Regions from separate parts of the Zea mays genome. Here region 1 is linked to region 2. The links are chromatin contacts, called in public Hi-C maps. All regions are on one chromosome and are shown on one strand. The core of a region is the stretch at or near the end of the contact, and the rest is flanking DNA. Distances in the headings are between cores, read along the strand shown.

What was found. Hi-C and Micro-C count contacts between places; a contact is called where the count stands out from the background.
Region 1: a contact with region 2 is called in a Hi-C map of leaf, with 8 times the contacts expected there. The contact joins the promoter of LOC541705 here to the enhancer-like site in region 2. A contact is called at or near these places in 6 of 25 Hi-C or Micro-C datasets (bundle sheath, ear, leaf and 1 more).

The regions. Positions count from the first base shown.
Region 1 is chr1:199,724,517-199,728,217 of Zm-B73-REFERENCE-NAM-5.0, forward strand. LOC541705 (pyruvate dehydrogenase 2) reads left to right here and starts at 2,336. Exons shown (of 14, transcript NM_001111444.2): 1 at 2,336-2,675; 2 at 2,748-2,822. The coding sequence starts at 2,637.
Region 2 is chr1:199,619,533-199,622,983 of Zm-B73-REFERENCE-NAM-5.0, forward strand. No RefSeq gene overlaps it. Among protein-coding and RNA genes, the nearest start is that of LOC103643023, 11 kb to the left of the region's middle. Within about 2 kb of position 1,544, at least 15 of the 20 cell types and tissues checked have an H3K27ac peak or open chromatin away from gene starts, as enhancers often do. A contact at or near this core is called in bundle sheath, ear, leaf and 1 more, where this site is marked.

The DNA.
Region 1 (3,701 bases), core at 1,086-3,585, 110 kb after region 2:
TTATTTTATTTAAATAACGTCGTTTTTAGTGGGTTTTTAAATAAAACATTCTACAATATGCTTATATTTAGTCTTCTCCAAAACTTCACTCTCTAGTGCTATTATGGCTAAAAAACATACCTTTGTTGTATCATAGTATAACACAAATATAAGATTTAGTAGCTTTAACTTAGAAAAACTTCGTTCACACAGGCAGACATATGTTAGGATCCTATGAGGATTTATTCTTTGGTGCGACACTCGGTAGTTCTGCTTCAGCGCAGCGACATGGTAGAGAGGAAAGTAGTTGCTGTGCATTAACATATGTTATAGAAAATTATAAAACTACAATAAATCAGTTGATTTTTAGCCCTCAATTTTTTGACGCCCTGTGCGAGCACACGGCTCGCATGGCCTGGCCATCGTTGATTAGAACGTGTTTCTTCGGCTTTCATCTTCATGTCTAGGCCTAAGCAAAATAAATCAAAACCGAAGAACCGAATAACCGTTAGTAATTTTGGTTCCAAGTTTTAGAAAACAGAAATAACCGAGTTAATTTCGGTTCTAGACCACGGAAATTCGAAAGAACCGAAATATAATAGAAGCCCAAAAGACCAATAGAGTTTTATGCATATATCTTAATATAGCCGTCTCAAATACAATATTAATAAGCACACAACCTCTCCAAATCAATCCATGTATCACCAACCCCAACCCTCCATCTAGCCATTACACACTTTTGATAAACTCTAAAATTATGTTGTTTTGTTGTATTTTTGATTTTTTCGATCTTGCTTGGCCTTAATGCATATCCGTTCTAATTTTTCTGGGAACCGAATTTTCTAAAAAAAAAATAACTGGAGGCCTACTTCTACGGGCGTGGACGCGATAAAAGAAGGTCCGCTCCAAGTCCAACAGTGCCGGACCCGAAGGCCAGTTAATCTGGGCTCGTGCCCGGGCTTTACCCTAAGAGGCCTTGCACCGGCTGGCTGTAAGAGGGAGAGGAAAGGAGGCGCAAGTGGGCTGGTCTACGTGGGCTTAAAAGGCCGAGCGAGGAGGTTGGTGGGCTTCGTCAATTTTTGGTCCGAAAAAAAAAGAGGACTGGGCAAAAAAATGGAAGAGAAAGAAATAGAAGGATACGTGAATTTGGATTGAGCTTTCTGAGATATAGTTGTGCCCAACGACTGTTTTAGAATTCTCTAAATTTTATAAAGATAGTTTTCAAACCTGGTTTTCTGCCATTTTTGGATTATAGTTAGAAAGTACGTACACAATTTTTTGAATGTCAAAAGTATTCCTTTGAGAGACATTTTCGACACCAACTTTGTCGAAAAGCCAATTACTAGTAAAAAATAGTGTGCATCCATTTGATTGGATGAATAGAACAATCGGTCTGGCTCCGCCGCTGCGCTCCAATATTCAGCTCTTCTGCTCTTGACGTCTCTCAAGCAAATACACGGCCACTGCTTCTGCTGTAAACCAAGCAAATACACCTCTGAAAGTTGAAACCTATCTGGTCCCAATATTCGCTGACCGCAGCTGGTGCAGATAAGACATACAGTAAGTTAGTAACAGTGTTTCGTGAGAAACAGCCCGCGGCAGCGGCTGTAGAACAGTCTACCGAGCAGCAATGCAAAGCGCCGCCAGGTGCCGAACGGTTCGCCGACGTCGCAGTCCGAACGGTGAAGGATGGACGCGCGCACGCCAACGCTCCGTCGCTCCGGCGGCCCCTGCACGCCCCCAACGGACGGGGGGCAGCTGGCTTGGCTGGTGGCCTTCGGCCGCGGCGCTGGCCAGATGCCCGGTCCCCATCGACGTTCCTGTCCCTCCGATTTGTGCACCAGGGCCAGGAGACGTCATGTCATCTCAGCCAATGAGCCAAAATAAAGGATGACGGCAACCTGCAACTAGGTTTTCTGTCTCGTATTGACGATTACTACATTTTTTGTAAAAAATAAGTATGAATGTATTCGTCCCGCCACACACTTTATATTCCTGCGTAGGTAGTTTAGAAAAAAAGAGAGAGAGAATTCATATTTTCCCCATTTCTAAATTTTGTTTACGTTTTTTTTTCAACCGGTAGTTCATCAGGCCAGACCGACCAGCTGCGTGCGCATCCTGGCTCCCGGCTCCCGTGCGTGCCCAACCCCCATAAACTTGTTCGGTTTGAAGGGGTTTAAGACCTTGTTCGTTTGTACCGGATTGATGGGTCGGAACGGATCCTAACCGGATTGCTTTTCTAATTTATATAAACTTTGATTAGCTAGAACGATTCAGGTTGTTATCCGACGTAAACGAACAAGACCTAAATTTATATAGACACTAATCCCCCTCAATCCACTGCTAACCGAACAGGGCCTAACCATTCCCGGCTCCCGGCAGAGACGGCCGCTCGCCTCCAGAAGAGCAACCCAAGTCGCCGAGAGCGACTCCCACACGACCCACCTACCCCGCCGCCGCCGCCGCCGCATCCCCCTCGATCCCGTCTGGCGATCGGGGGCTCCCAGACACATCACAGATACACACCACGCTAAGCCAAATCGAGCAACGCCTATCATCATATTATAATTTCCCCTCATTCATCTCACAGTCCCAGGCCTCCCCTCCCTCCTCCCCGTCGCCAACCAACCTCCAACCCCCAGCCGATCGCGTCGGAGATGCTGGGCGTCGCGCGGAGGCGGCTCGGATCCGGATGCGTCAGTGCTCTCCCGCCACCGGGCTCCCCGCCCTCGCTTCGCTCTCACCGTGACCCGTTTCTCTCCCCGCAGGTGCTCGCCCAGCTGGCGCAGGCCCTCCGCCCCGCCGCCGCTCCCGCCAGGACCTACTCCGCCGCGGCCAAGGAGGTGAGCGCTACTCTCTCCTCGCGACTTCCGCGCGTCGCGTCGCGTCGCGTGTGCCGTGTCGCCGAATACGGGGACCGTTTCGTTGCCGGCTCCCGGCCTTTCCCGCCGCCGCCAATACGTTTGCCAGCGCTCCGGTAGATTGGCTCTTCGCTGCGACCCGTGTCGCGCCTCGCCGATTGTGCTGTTAGATGCTTTACTTTTCCTGCGACTGCGAAATTCTCTCCTCGCGACTAGATTTTCGAAACCTTTTTTTCTTTCCTTTTCTGAGATAGATTTAAATGGTGGTGGATACTGGTTGATGGTGACCGGTGCTCGTTGTCGACCTTGATCGGAAACAGATGGATGGCAGTAGCTGTACAGGGAAGCGGGTAGGTGAGGGGAATCTAAGTGGTTGGGTCGTAGGGCAGTTGTCTATCAGACTGATAGTAGATGATTAATTTGCTTGCGTTGGCAAACAAACTGCATTTGTGTACATTATGGGTTGTGCACTGGTGATACTGTTTACGTGTGTGAAGAGCACCTGACGTTAGACGGGGACTGTATGGTGCGGTACTCCGTACTCTACCTATGCTGGGGGAGTGAACAGTGTATGCTGGGTGAGCGAACAGTGTATGCTGACTAGATGCCAGGTACCAGGTGGTGGATGCTTCGTACCTGAAAAAAAGTTAACCAACTTTGAAATAACTGAACTGGCAGTAGTGTAATGAGTTGATTTTGGTGATTCAGTGGTTTATCCAGTGTGATCTCTGATTGTCTGGATTATAACTCGAGATCTCAGGGATAGTTGGTACAGTTATAGGGTGTTTGGTTTGAGAAATAAGCTAGTTCATCATTTTCTCACTTCACATTTTTTTGTTTGGTTTGTGGAATGGAATAAGT
Region 2 (3,451 bases), core at 294-2,793:
TTTATAGCCACCATCCAAAATGTAGCCGTTGAAGAAGGCTGCTGGCGATGGGCGCACCGGACAGTCCAGTGCGCCACCGGACAGTGTCCGGTGCGCCACCGGACAGTGTCCGGTGAGCTGCCACGTCATCTTCCCATTAGGGCTTGGAGCTGGTCGACCGTTGGAGGCTCTATCCTCATGTGGCACCGGACAGTCCGGTGCCCCTCTGACCGTCTGCTCTGACATCTGATTTGCATTGTTTGCTTTGCAGAGTCGACCGTTGCGCGCAGATGACCGTTGCTCCGCTGGCGCATCGGACAGCCCGGTGGCACACCAGACAGTCCGGTGAATTATAGCGGAGGTGCGCCTGGGAAACCCGAAGGTGAAGAGTTTGAAGTCGATCTTCCCTGGTGCACCGGACACTGTCCGGTGGTGCACCGGACAGTCCGGTGCGCCAGACCAGGGAGCACTTCGGTTTCCTTTGCTCCTTTCTTCTTGAACCCTTTTTAATCTTTGTATTGGTTTTGAGTTGAACCTTTGGCACCTGTAGAACATATACTCTAGAGCAAACTAGTTAGTCCAATTATTTGTGTGTGGCATTTGAACCACCAAAATCAGTTAGGAAAAGGTTTAAAGTCTATTTCCCTTTCAAAAATGTTTATTAGTTTTTGTAACTTATTTGCAATTTTTTAGTAAAACTAGAATATTTATGAATTTTAAATATTGCGGTGTTGGTTCTACAATGTCCTTATGATAAGCAACTTTGAACTGCATGATGTCAATTTTACTGGTTTCCTTTCTTACATCTGATCTATCATATACATGATTATGTATTGCTTAACTTATGGATGGTTGGTCAATTAATATCATCGGATGAAGCGAACTACCCGACAATTATCCGGTATCTACCCGAGTAGTATCTGTTATTCGTTTCTTACCCGTCCGGATTATTACCCGATCCCGTTCTGTATCCGTCCCGAATCTTAACTACCCGTATCCGGTCCCGTATCCGAGAGAAATACATTAGGGTAGGATACGGAATGACCCTGTATCCGACTGTATCCGTCCTGTTTTCATCCCTAATTATCATCGTCAGTGCTGTCTCTCACTCCGCTGGTCATTCATTCTCATTTCACGACGAGATCCCCTGGAGAAATTATTTATGGAGCCCGTAGAGATTATGGGGGACCGGATTACTCTCCAGTGGCTGTGCTGGGCGATGCATGCATGCGCGGTTTGGTTTCGTGCGTCCGACAGGTAGCGCCGGTGAGACGTCTAGCTCGTCGTCTTCCCAGTACAGCTAGCAACGATGATTACATTACAATATTACCTATATATATATAGAAGCTCATGAGACCTATAGCTAGCAGCGCATGCCGGGCCCACGTACGTGCGTTGTAGTACGGAGAGGGAGGAACAGGATGATTAGCTGTGTGGTAATCATATCGCTCTATTATTAAGACTTGATACCCTCCCTGTCTTCGTCTGCGGACGGGCAGTGAGCATGGGCCATCATGTGTTGTTGACGACCGGATGACAGGATCGTCGGGCTGCAAATACAGCCTACGTGCAAATAAACCCAACAGCCCATCACTAGGCTAATGCAAACGGCGTGTCGACCGGGCCGGGCCGGGCCGAATAGGACTAGTTTGAGAAACATTGAATTGCCATCCTGAATCTCTAATTCAGAGCGGTCCTAGCTGTTGTTTGAATCAACTGAGACAGACAGTAACACTCGCGCTTCATCAGCCACTGTTCCAGATCTTGGGACAGAACACACCTGCAGATTTGCAGTGTCCAGCTGCCGAGGGAAAGTATACATAGAGCACCTCAAATATATGCAGATTTGCTCAACGTTGAGTGTGTGTGTGTAATGGTATTGTACCAAAATTCTGTGATGAAGGTTCACTTACTCCACTGGTGTTGGCGTGAATGAACGATGCAGCAGCCCAACAAGACTTCGACACATTGGTTAAGACGCTCAGTCTGTCCAGCCGTTAATGGATGATAAAAAAAACGTTTTCCCTACATCTGGTTGCTTTACTTATTTATCTTCAGGTAATGCTGGATTTGCTGGTGTTGTATCAGGTGGGGGCTTTTCAGCACCACACCAACTGCTTCTGCAGGTGTTGGTTTTGCCGCCGCTGCTACTGGTGGAGGTTTTGCTGCTCTTGCTTCCAAAAGTGGTGGTTTTGCCTGGTGCAGCTTCATCTGGTGGTGGTTTTGGAAGTGCCTCCCACTCCCAGGGAGGTGGCTTTGGCAGTGGTGAGATCTCCCAAGTCGTGTTCTGTTTTGAACAAATACTTATTTTTTTTGCAGGGTAGTTTTTCGATAAATGCTAATGTGTGACAGTGCACATCGCTTATGGTTTGTATATGTGTTTAATCAATCATCCAACATTCGAACCTGTGGCTGTGGTGTGTCATCAGTTTAAAGTTTTGCTAGTTCCTGGCAGTTAAACACACACCTAGATTGACTCTATTATTGGGTTAAATGCTGGTATTTGGAGTTGGAACTGCTAAGTTGCATTACTCATTTCTAGAAAGATGCTAGCATATAATGCATAGGCTCCATTAGGCTTATAAAGAACTTTTATGGTCTCCCTTGTCAGCAGTTATCACTGATCAGTTCCTAACATATCTACTCATTTCAGCTGTCCTGAACAAGTCCATATAAAGTATTTGATTTTGTCTTTAGGAATAGTATATATTGATTTTTAAGTCTCGCAAACATTTTCTACAAATGTAGTCAATCTTGAGAAAAATTGGTACTCCAGCAAGAAAGGTGGTAGCGATGCTTGTTGGTCGGCTTTGATATTCCAGGAGACACTGATGGCTTTGTTGAGGACCTCAAAGAGCACGGCGGCAGTTTGATAGGCTTTGGTGAGCCGAACCCTGGGGATGCATTGATCAATTGGTTCAGTAATGATTTTATGGTTATTTATATATATATATATATATATATATATATATATATATATATATATATATATATATATATATATATATATATATATATGGAACGCCTAATAGGTGAATCATATAGCAATAGAATAAAGGAGGAAGAGGCAGACCTGTCGGCTTTACCAGCAACTTTTTGAAGCGCCTGAATGTACTTCTTGTAGTAGAGCTGGTAGAAGCTCTGCAATTCTTTGGTGTCACTCTGGTTGAGCCTACCGTTGAGCGTGGGATCATTATTCTCCCTTTCGAGCCTCTGCAACAGCGGAGTTTTATACTGGCGTACAGCACGGCTGCTGGAGGTGGGGTCTGGAGAGGAAGGGGGGGCCCAAATTAAGTGACCGATTGATCGTTTGCGAGGGCCGGCCACGGGGAAGCAGAAGCAAAAGAAGCAGACAAGCTGGAAACAAAAACGAATACTGCTACTACTCATAGAGGATTGTTACTGTGAGTCAAGATCTTTCCAGAGTAGATGGACCTAGTGCTCGTGTTCTAGGATCATATATTCATCGCAG